Linked DNA regions of Rattus norvegicus: region 1 is linked to region 2. The links are chromatin contacts, called in public Hi-C maps. All regions are on one chromosome and are shown on one strand. The core of a region is the stretch at or near the end of the contact, and the rest is flanking DNA. Distances in the headings are between cores, read along the strand shown.

The links. A called contact is a pair of places that touch in the nucleus more often than the background predicts.
Region 1: a Hi-C map of Schwann cells shows a contact between it and region 2, with 2.7 times the contacts expected there. The contact joins two enhancer-like sites. A contact is called at or near these places in 4 of 12 Hi-C or Micro-C datasets (Schwann cells, hepatocytes, kidney and 1 more).

What each region holds. Positions count from the first base shown.
Region 1 is chr15:104,058,142-104,063,715 of GRCr8, forward strand. No RefSeq gene overlaps it. Among named protein-coding and RNA genes, the nearest start is that of Rap2a, 57 kb to the left of the region's middle. Within about 2 kb of position 3,645, at least 14 of the 93 cell types and tissues checked have an H3K27ac peak or open chromatin away from gene starts, as enhancers often do. A contact at or near this core is called in Schwann cells, where this site is marked.
Region 2 is chr15:103,943,085-103,948,203 of GRCr8, forward strand. Mbnl2 (muscleblind-like splicing regulator 2) reads left to right here. Exons shown (of 9, transcript NM_001111064.2): 9 at 3,954-5,119. The coding sequence ends at 3,968. Among named protein-coding and RNA genes, the nearest start is that of Rap2a, 58 kb to the right of the region's middle. Within about 2 kb of position 3,742, at least 4 of the 93 cell types and tissues checked have an H3K27ac peak or open chromatin away from gene starts, as enhancers often do. A contact at or near this core is called in Schwann cells, where this site is marked.

The DNA of each region.
Region 1 (5,574 bases), core at 2,395-4,894, 110 kb after region 2:
AGGCGGACAATTATATCTTATCAATTGGATCAGAGGTTATTGTGTTGTGCGTTCTTTCTTGTGGTGATTTAATTGAATTCAAGAGAGAGTGGCTGGAGACACAATTGGGATGTATATTTTTGGCATGGTGATAACCTGCCTTGGGAACTAGATGGGTAGAGAAACTTGGCTGGGCTCAGAGAGTAGCCATCAGCAGTGTGATACGGGATGGAGCAAAGCAGGTGAGAGGCTTTGCTGACTGAGATGAAGATATCTACCAGATATCTTGGGGTACTACGGTGCCAGATATAGTGCGGGGTAAAAGACAGTATTCTATTTTAATTTTACGGCAACGGTGATATAGCATCAGTTCATCACAAGAAAGAGGAATCCTCTCTCCTGCTGGAAGGCAAAGCTGCAGAGGAATGATGGGTCTAGACAGAGTGTGTGTGTGTGTGGGGGAGGTGTCACCATAGATCTTCCTTTGTTCTGTCTTTTGTGGTACAGAACCAAAGAGGACTTCCTTCTTATGAGACAAGGAGGTTTCTGTAGAACACTGGGAGAAATCCGTTGCTTCTATGCCAATCAGTCAGGAATAATTAAAGTTTAGCCATGGCCTTCAGAAAAGAGAAACGAGACATCAAGTATCTAATAAAGGTACAAATCCTTGTTCTTCTGGTCCTCCTAGTTAACTACTCATGGCCATGGCTGGACCACTAGTCCTTTTGCTCCTAGCTCTCACTGCAGGCTCCTTGCTTTCTCAAATGCCTACTAAGCTACATAACACAGAGAATAAATTCTGCTAAACTATAGCGCTAAGGAGACAATATAACCTCCTGTTGCCCCCCCCACACACACACACAAATGAGTCCACAATTTGACTTATGCTGGTTGTACCAGAGTCTTAGTCAGGGTTTCTATTCCTGCACAAAACATGACCAAGAAGCAAGTTGGGGAGGAAAGGGTTTATTCAGCTTACACTTCTACACTGCTCCTCATCACTAAAGGAAGTCAGGATTGGAACTCAAGCAGGGCAGGAAGCAGGAGCTGATGCAGAGGCCATGGAGAGATGTTACTTACTGGCTTGCTTCCCCTGGCTTGCTCAGCTTGCTTTCTTATAGAACCCAGGACCACCAGCCCAGGGACAGCACCACCCACAATGGGTTGGGCCCTCCCCACCTTGATCACTAATTGAGAAAATGCCTTACAGCTGGATCTCATGGAGGCATTTCCTTAAGGGGCTTTCCTTTCTCTGTGATAACTCCAGCTGGGTCAAGTTGGCACACAAAACCAGCCAGTAACAACTAGTGAGAAATGTGACAGGCGTCCAGACCTTAGCACAACTGAGGCCACGATGGAAGGACTATCCAGGCCTTAGAACCCAGCATATGGACAGCAATACCTGCCAAAACCAAAACAAAGACCTAATCCATCAAGTCCATGGTCCTGGGCAAGTCCCTAAATGTACTTACTTTGCCTTTTGGCTTCTGCAGTTCTGCTTCTGGATGACTGTTCTTGCTCACTGAGGTGTGTGGGCCCTGGGTGTGTTTTTATGTCTAAAAGCCCACACTAAGGAGGGGTTGGGACTGCACTCAAGTCCTTAACATCCAGTGCAGTTGGCAGCCAGCTAATAAAGACCTCATATTCACCCACATCCATGTCTGAGGGATCCCTGGTGGGTACCCTACAACATGGTATGGAGGGTGATGCATGCCACGTGGAAAGGTACACTTCCTTCATGGAGTCTGCTCTCTCCTTCCGCAGGAGCGTAACCCAGGTTACCAGACCTAAGCAGCAATTGCCCATGGAGTCACCTGCATCGCCAAACAACTGTTAACTTGAAGTGTCTTGTTTACAGCGGGCTTGATAAGACTTTAATGAAGAGAACCCAAGAACCTTTTTTAGGTAAACATGATCTTTGTCTCTCGATACAAGACAATACACGTTTATTTTAGAGGAGCCAGTAAGAAGGCTTTTCGTATTTCAAGTATCCTATATTTGAAATCCGTTTGTACTGCCGGAAGGTTCTCCAGCAGAGGCACAAAGGACTTGGGATGTGGTGTTTACTGTCCTGTCAAGGGAGTCTACAGAATACAGAAAGGATGGGTGGGAGAGTCTGAGTCTATCGCCACTGGACAGCAGGTCCTGCCCTGAGTTCAGGGAATGGCCAGGAGGCCATACTTCCAGCTGAGCTCTCAAGTGGCTTTAAGCGAAGCATGCTGGAGGAGATACCTGGCAGCCATCCTAAGCTGGGTCTTCAGGCAGCACCTGCACAGAACAGAGACTCTGGCTCTCTGTTCACTGCCGCATGCCAGTCACGTGATCAGTGGATGCACTCCACTAAACCTGCTTTGAAAAGTACGGGCCCTACACACAAAAAAATCTTTGCAGAGAATACCCAGGCACTGTACCTTATAAGGTCTTTTTATCAAAAAGAAAAGAAAAAATATCAAACAAACCAAAAAGCTGGAAGAACAGGAGGAGGAGGGGAAGAGGAGAGAGAGGAGGAGGGGAGGAGGGAGAGAGGGATGAGGAGGGGGAAGGGGAGGAGTGAGACAGGGGAGAAGCTGAAGAGGAGGAGGAAGAGGATGGGGAGGAGAGAGATGGGGAGGAAGAGGAGGGGAAGGAAAGAAAGGGAAAGGAGGAGAAGGGGAGGAGGGGGAGGAGGGGGAGGAGGGAGGAAGGAGAAAGGGAAGAGGAGAGGGAGGAGGAACAGAAGGAGGAGGAGGAAGGAGAGAAGGAGGAAGGGTGTGTGTCAGTCGCTTTTTTCACTGTCTCAGTCTGAGAGTTCATAAGCTCAGGTCCTATCACCCACCTTCCCCAGGTTGACATGACAGCCTGGTGATGAGGCGCTGAGGGCGGCTGCTCACGTTGCATCCATAGCCAGTGTGGGGTTAGAATGAGAATGGCTCCCATGGGCTCATATATTTGAATGTTTGCTCCTCAGCTGGCAGAACAGATTGGGAAGGATTAGGTTTGACTGCCTGAAGGAGATGTGTTAATGGGATGGGGGAGGCTTTAAGTTTTCAAGACCACAGTTGGCCCAGTCCCCTCAGCTTGCTGCCTGTGGACAGATGTGAGCTCTCAGCATACACGCACCATGCCTTCCTGCCGCTGGGCCCCCCACCATGGTGATCATGGACTCACTCTCTGAAACATCAAGGAAGCCTCCAATTAAATGCTTCCATTTATAAGTTGCTGTGGCAATGGTGCCTCTTTACAACAATGGAATGGTTTAATAAAACAAAACAAAAAAGACAGCCAGTCAGCAGAGAGAGATGAATGCTGGTGTGTGGTGAAATGTCCTCATGTACTCATGTATTTGGACACTTGGTCCCTGGCTGTTTTGATACGTTATGGAAACACTGGGAGGTGGAGCCTAGCCCAAGGAAGTGGGCTTTGAGGGTTTGTAGCCTGGCCCTTTTTCTTCTTACCTTGCTTCCTGACCACCAGGCCAGCCTTATGCTCTTGCTGCCAAGCCTTCCCTACCACAATGGGCTGGAACTGTTATCTAAGACAGACCGGCTCTCCCTCATGGCTGTTTCTGCAGGGGTCTTTTGTCATAGCACCAGAAGAGAAACTATCACAGGTGGTTTGGCAATCGGAGATGTTATATTGGATAGAGATTTTGGAAGTCTCTAGAAATTTCTCTATCACTTTTCTGCCCTCTATTGGAGGTCACAGTAACAGCACAGCTGAGAACTGAAACCAAATGGTTGCACAGATCAGGGCCCCAGGGAACAGAAGGCACAAGCAAATTAAAAGATGCTACAAAAGGCTTATTTACAAAGTAGCTAATTTACAAAGGTGTAGACTGTGTAGGGGAAACATCCAGGGAATCTCAGAGGGCTGCAGGGAAACTGTTCCCACTCCTGTACTAGGACCCAGTAGTGAGAATTACAGCATCTAGAGGCTGAGAGAGCTGAGTGCTGGGTGAGGGGCAGCAGCTGTCAGGAAGGGGTACCCCAGGCCACAGCAGACTTACAGGAATTGCCTGTCCCACTCCCTCCCTTCTTCAGTTCTCCTGCCAGGAATTCTCATTGGCTGGACCCCAAAGGAAGCAAGGGGGACTAGGATTCCTTTGATAGTGTCCATGCAAATCAGCCTTCCTGGACAGAAAGCAGAGGGGATATGGGGGAGTCAGATTCTGGAAGGAGAAACAAAATATCTGGCAGCCAGTGGGTTGGACTATAAATAGCATGAAGCCGAGGGAGGGCTTGCTCCAGCTAGGAAGGTAAGGAAGAGCTTCCGAGCCGGATGGGGCATCAAGATAAATGCCATGGGAAGATGGCCTCTTCTTTGTCCATAATAACTGCAGGCCAGAGATAATGAAACAGCCCATGGCCAGGGGTCAGTGAGCTGCCTGAGTCTCTGGCTGTTGCCCTGAGTGGTGTGTAGGAAACATCTGGACATGGAACAAAGCCATTTTTAGTGGGTCATGGGACAGCCTCGCACATCTAACAGTTACACCGAGCAAAGCTGCAGAATGAGAGGCAAGAGAAGGTCAGAATCTCATTGCAGAGAACACAACATCTGAAGGGACATTCCTTTGTTTATTAATTCAGCAAGTGTTTATTACATGCCTATTCTGTATCAAACATTTGAAAGAGACAAAAATAATGCTCTCATTAGCTTGTGTGTGAATGCATGCACGAGAGTGGGGAAAGAGACAGAGAGAGGGAAAGAGAAACAGAGAGAGGGAGAGACAGAGAAACAGACAGGCAGAGAGACAGAGAGAGAGAAAGAGAAACAGAGAGAGGGAAGAGAGAGGGAGAGGGGAGAGAGAGAGAGAGAGAGAGAGAGAGAGAGAGAGAGAGGAGCAGAGAGGCAGAGAGACAGAGAGGCAAACTTTTTGTTTGAAAGAAATAAATCAGGCTCACAGAGATAGCTCAGTCAGTAATCTGCTTTCCATGCAAGCATGAGGACCTGAGCTCAGATCCCCAACATCTGTGTAAAAAGCCTAGTGCAATGGCATGTGTGTATAAACCCAGTGTCAGCGGTGGGGCAGGGGTACACGAATCCTGGAGCTCTCTGGATAGTCAGTCAGCTGACTTGGTTAGCCCTGGGTTCAGAGCTCAAAAATCAAGGTGGGGAAAAACTGAAGAAGATGTTCAACCTCAATCTTTGACTTCCACACACATGTGCACTCCTCCATACATGTGTGCACACATATGGATACATGCACACACAAGAATGCATGTACATATGAGCATGAACACACACATACACACACACACACACACACACACACACACACACACATACACAGTGTAGCCGAGTGTGGTGAATGCGCCTGTAGTCACATCTGGGATCCTGAAGCAGGAAGATCTTAAGTTCACGTCCAACCTGAACTGTGGCGCAAGACCCTGACTCACAAAACCCAAGTGATAGCCATTATGATAATAAAAGGTAAAACACCCAGCATATCAAGAAGGGATAAGTTACGTGGGAAAGTTTCAAATGGGGGGAGCATGCTAGAGAATGTGAGGTTGGGTTGAGGGAACTCCAGGGCTAGCCATCCCCAGTGTGCCCAAAGCATCCACCGAGGTGTAGAGTCTGTCACATCGGTTAGCTCCTGCTGTCAGCTCCCTGAGC
Region 2 (5,119 bases), core at 2,492-4,991:
CTCTTGATCGGAGGTCAAGTGTGTCTGTGTTTTCTAACTTGAAGTGTAGACTTTGTGGGTATCAGCTGTCTTCATTTCTGTATGTTCTATTTTCAGTGGGAGAGGAATTTGAAAACAATATTTTCAGTTCAAAGTTTTGAGTAACCATACATTGGCAGACCATAGTAGTACTTAAGAATTCTCCAGTCATGGTTCTCTCGTAGTAGATACAACTCACTTAAGGGAATCACCCACCAGGAAGATATATACACATGGTTATCCTTTGATTGTTCGATTTAGTGCCTGTTGTGGCTTGCAGGGTTTTCTCAGAAACAATAGCAATCTGGTGGGGTGGGGTGACTGTAACTGACCTTTCTTGCAAGGTAGGGTGACTGACTGAAGTCCCTTGCATTCATTGGGATTCAGCCTCAGACTGGGACAGGATGTAGGTGGTCACTCAGGGCCAGAACTTGCTCCTCCAGAGCCTGGGAAAGGTCTCCTAACACTGTTTCCCACACATGCACCAGACTGGTTCTTTCCAGCTGGTCCTATAGCGTCCCTTTCTCTGACTCATAGGTTCGAGGGCATCCTGCTCAGCTAGTATGCCTCAGTTTCCCCTAGTCCCTGGCATGGGTCCAAGAAGGGCCACCAATTGCATTCCCTGAAGAGAACTCTCACGACAGGAGCCAATTGAGTAAATGTGTATCCGACCAACGAAAGCCAGCTAATGCTGCACGGACTTCCATGTCTGCAGAATGCAATTACAACACGCACGAGGCTCCAGTGGGACAGACCCACTCAGAGCCTGAGTCAAGAGGGTGGATACCAAGTCAAGCCCAAACTAGAGGCCCTTGGGAGACTTGATACGTTAACTCTCCATTTAACTTACGTGTAGACTTTCGTAGACCTAATAAAGTTTCCAGTTGCCTCCTCCAAGGATGTGTGGGCTACGGTACCTTGGGTAAGGAACGCTAGGGAACCACTTCAGCTTGGACTAAAACAGAAAAGACAGCACCGGTATTCGGGCTGCTGTGCTTATTTTGATGTGCTGTTCTCAAAGTTGGTTTTCATTAGTATGTTTGCTCTGTGTGTGTGTGTGTGTGTGTGTGTGTGTGTGTGTGTATGTGTGTGTGTGTGTGTGTGCATGCTTGCAAATAAATACTCATAGAGGCTGATGCCAGAGCATCGGGTCTCCTGGAGCTGGTTGTAGGCCACTGGCCATGGGTGCTGAGAACCAAACTGAGCCCTCTGAAGGAGTCATAAGCACTGTCGACCTCTGAGCCGTCTCTTCAGCCCCGATATTTTAATTAAGCATTTGTTAAAGTGTACATCAGATTTGTAGTGTATTGCCACCTCACCTATATCAACTGTAAGCCTAGTATTTTAATAATATGATTTTTGTCAGTATTTAATGTTCAGAAGCCTTCTGAAGCGTCCAGTTCATCTGGGTATAAAAAAAACTGTCATAAAGAATGGTAGAAGTAGGGGTGGGGGACTTAGCCTAGTGGTAGAGAGCTTGCCTAGCAAACACAATGCCCCGAGGTCGGTCCTCAGCTCTGGAAGAAAAAAGAAAGAATGGGAGAGGCAAAGTGATGAAGAGGTGTGCCAGGAAATACAGATATGGATGTGGTACAGGGACACTTCACCCTAGAATGTACTTCATTCAGACAGTCCCAGTGAGTTAGTGTTCTCAGAGAGAAAAGAAGAAGCAATAAATGAGACTTCCATGGAAACCATTGCCACCCACAAATGGAGCTTCTAAGGAGAAAAACTGAATGTCTCACTCAGCCCTGAGGTCAAATCCCAGAAGTCCTTGAAGCCCACAGCTGCTCTGAGTATGTCCCAGCCTTTTCATCCTACACACGCATGGCGTGCCATAGACAGACAAAGGTACGGCCCTGAGAAACAGTTTTCTGGTCTAGACTCGTCCAGCAACACCAGAGCCCACTCTTCCCTGTCTGTCTCCAGGCACTGACTGGCTTCATGCACTCCATTCACTGGCAGGGGGAAGGCAGGCTGCAGGAGCTCCAGCTTAGCTATTTCCCAGTGGTCTCTCTGTCACGAACACGTTAAAAGCACCCTTGTAAGTTTCCGTAATGCAAACCCCCTTTTTCATTGCTAGGTTTTCTGAAGGGCGCCCATCAGGTGTTTGTAATTTTGTTCTGTCCGGCTTTTTTACTTCATCCAATAAGCAGAACTGTGTACATTCCAAAAAAAATACATCATTATTTTGTCTAAGGAGCTAGTGGGTCCCCTGTACCCTTCAGGGTCTGTTGCTAAACTAAGAGAAAATAGGGGAAAAACTAGAACGTGATTAGCGGAAGACATCACTGGGAAGCAGATCTGTTGTACAGATATAGCATGGAGGCTGGGGACTGAAATACAGGAAAGCCTTATTTAATAGTCAGCTACCTAAATCTAAAATCAAAGTATAAACTGACTATTCGGAGATTCTAAGTATTACCTAACTGCCATGACGTCATTCAAAGACAGTATGATAAATGCATTCTAATCCCATGACAGTATCTACATATAAAAGTTCTATGTTGCCCTTATTCACAGATCAGTCACCCACAGTTCGGTGGGTACCTGAAGCTGCTGCTCTTCTGTAGGATCAATGTTTGGTTCCCAGCACCCGAGTTGAGCAGCTCAGAACTCCCAACACTGTCTTCTGGGCGCCCGCCCCAGTGTAGCATCCTCACTCCCAGACACTCGTGCAGCCAAAGAAGTAAAGATGAGTGATTAAACCTTAGGTGAATAGCCTCAGGATCTCGAAGTTCCAAACCTTCATTTCACATAGATTTCCATAAGTCACCTCCATTTTTAGCCCATTCCATAGACCGCCTCTGTACGCCCAATGAAGTAAAGGACGGACATGTTTATCACTCGAGTATACTAAAGTATTACATATGAACTATATCAGGCATAAACTCTGATATAATAGGATAATAAATTACATCTCTAGAAATAACCCTTTTATTGGGAACTGAAACCCGATGTGCACCAGTGTTAGCTAATATTTACCACAGGGGGTTCGTTCCATCAGTTATTTCTTATTTCTTCTTGGCTACCTAACAAATGAACTTGTGTTCATTAGTGTGCTGCAAAGAGCAAATACTTTTGATAAAACTTTATACCCAAGCGTGATACTTATTGGTCTAGACTGCATAGGCCCAAACCCCTCAACCCAAGAGCATTGGATTAGATAGGGACACCCTTGGGCTGGGGGGGTTAGCTCAGTGGCAGAGTGCTGGCCTAGCATGTGCAAGGCCCTGGAGTCACAGTCCAGTGATGCAGAGCAGAGCAGGGACCTTGGATGTTAACCCCAGAAGCCACAGCTTGGAGCTAGTAGTAGCTTGGCTTGAACTTTGTCTGAGCTTTTGTGTTTATTACAAATATTTTTAACTGCTTAATTAGATGCTTATCCCTTCTCAGTGTGACGTTTAAGCATATCCTGCATTTGAACCTGGTTGCTGTTCAGGCACAAGGCTATGTTTGATAAGACTGCATTTTTTGAGTTGTAACTGAACAGTTAAACTATCTGCTTGATTAATGTGTACAGTTAAGTTCAAAAACAACTTTCCAAGATGAATTCTTTGACTCGACTTTCTGGTCAGTAGATCTAATGTCAGTTTGATTAGTGATATGAGCATAGACCAAAGAAATACAAAGCAAAATCACTTAAAGAGATTGAGGGCGGGACAGACTGCCTGCCCACATACATGCTGCCGTGGTCTCACAGAGCACTGTGTGTGTGAGTCACTACTCCTTGCCACGGGCACACAGAAGAAACGGTCTAGTGCAGACATCCTCAGCATGAAGGGTACAGGCTTTACAAAGTTAATGATCGTGTCAGAACTGTGAGATGTTGGAGATCGTTCTGCTTTCAAATATCTGTCTGCAAAAGAATAAGACTTGAGCTTCTTCTTTTCCCTGCAGGAAGTCTAAATTGCGCTTGTCTTTTTCTTTAACAGATAATTCTGAAATAATCAACAGAAATGGAATGGAATGCCAAGAATCTGCATTGAGAATAACTAAACATTGTTACTGTACATACTATCCCCTTTGCTCCTCAATAGAATTGCCACAAACTGCATGCTAAATTTAGTTCTTCCGGACAGACCGCAACCCTAAGGCTAGTTCTGCTATGTCATATACGAGTATTAAATATGGTATGCTTAGTATATTCCAGCCTAAGATAGTTAACTACCTGAGACCAGCTGCGATGTTCAAAGACATACAGGATGAGGTTTTCTTTTACAGGGTTCTGAGCGTAGTTTCTGTCCCAGGAATATTGTCTTATCTCCATAACTATAGCCGATGCAGAAAGCCCACCCAGTATACACATTTCGACTCAGAATACTTCAAATTTAGCAATAAGCAGTTAGCTTTAGTTTAAGTACCTATTCCAAGGGCAGGTTCGATTCTAATTCCAATCACCACCATTTCATTTCCTGACTGGATCATAAGGGTATGATTTCACTTCCTGAGGAGACGGACACTCGAAGCAGGAGACGGGAAGTGAAGTAAAACACGCACCTGCCTCGCAGGTCTAAAATCTGAGTGGCAGTTCAAGCACAGTTGCCGGGGACACATCAAGAGTGTGGGGTTCGCTTTGCCAGGAGATGCCACACTGAATCATGGGATTCTAGAATAACATTGCATAGATCGAAAAAAAAAAAAAAAAAAACTTTGCACGGTATGACCTTCATACCCAACCCGACAAAGTCTTGGAGGTATTATTTCACAAGTATATTTTTAAAGTTGTTTTATAAGAGAGACTTTGTAGAAGTGCCTAGATTTTGCCAGACTTCATCCAGCTTGACAAGAATGAAAGGCTCATGCCGACAGTCGAATCTAAGGGATTGGTCTTTCAAACTCACCCTCCGGTTGCCTGTTACTGAGTAACTCCTCTAAACTAAAACCTAGTCAAACAGGGAAGCTGTAGGTGAGGAGGTCTGTATAATATTCCAGTTTAAGTACGTCTGAGTTTAGTCACTACAGATGCAAACTGTGACTTTAATCTAAATTACTATGTAAACAAACAAACAAAAAAAAAAGAAGTAGATAGTTTCACTTTTTAAAAAATCCATTACTGTTTTTGCATTTTAAAAGTTGGATTAAAGGGTTGTAACTAACT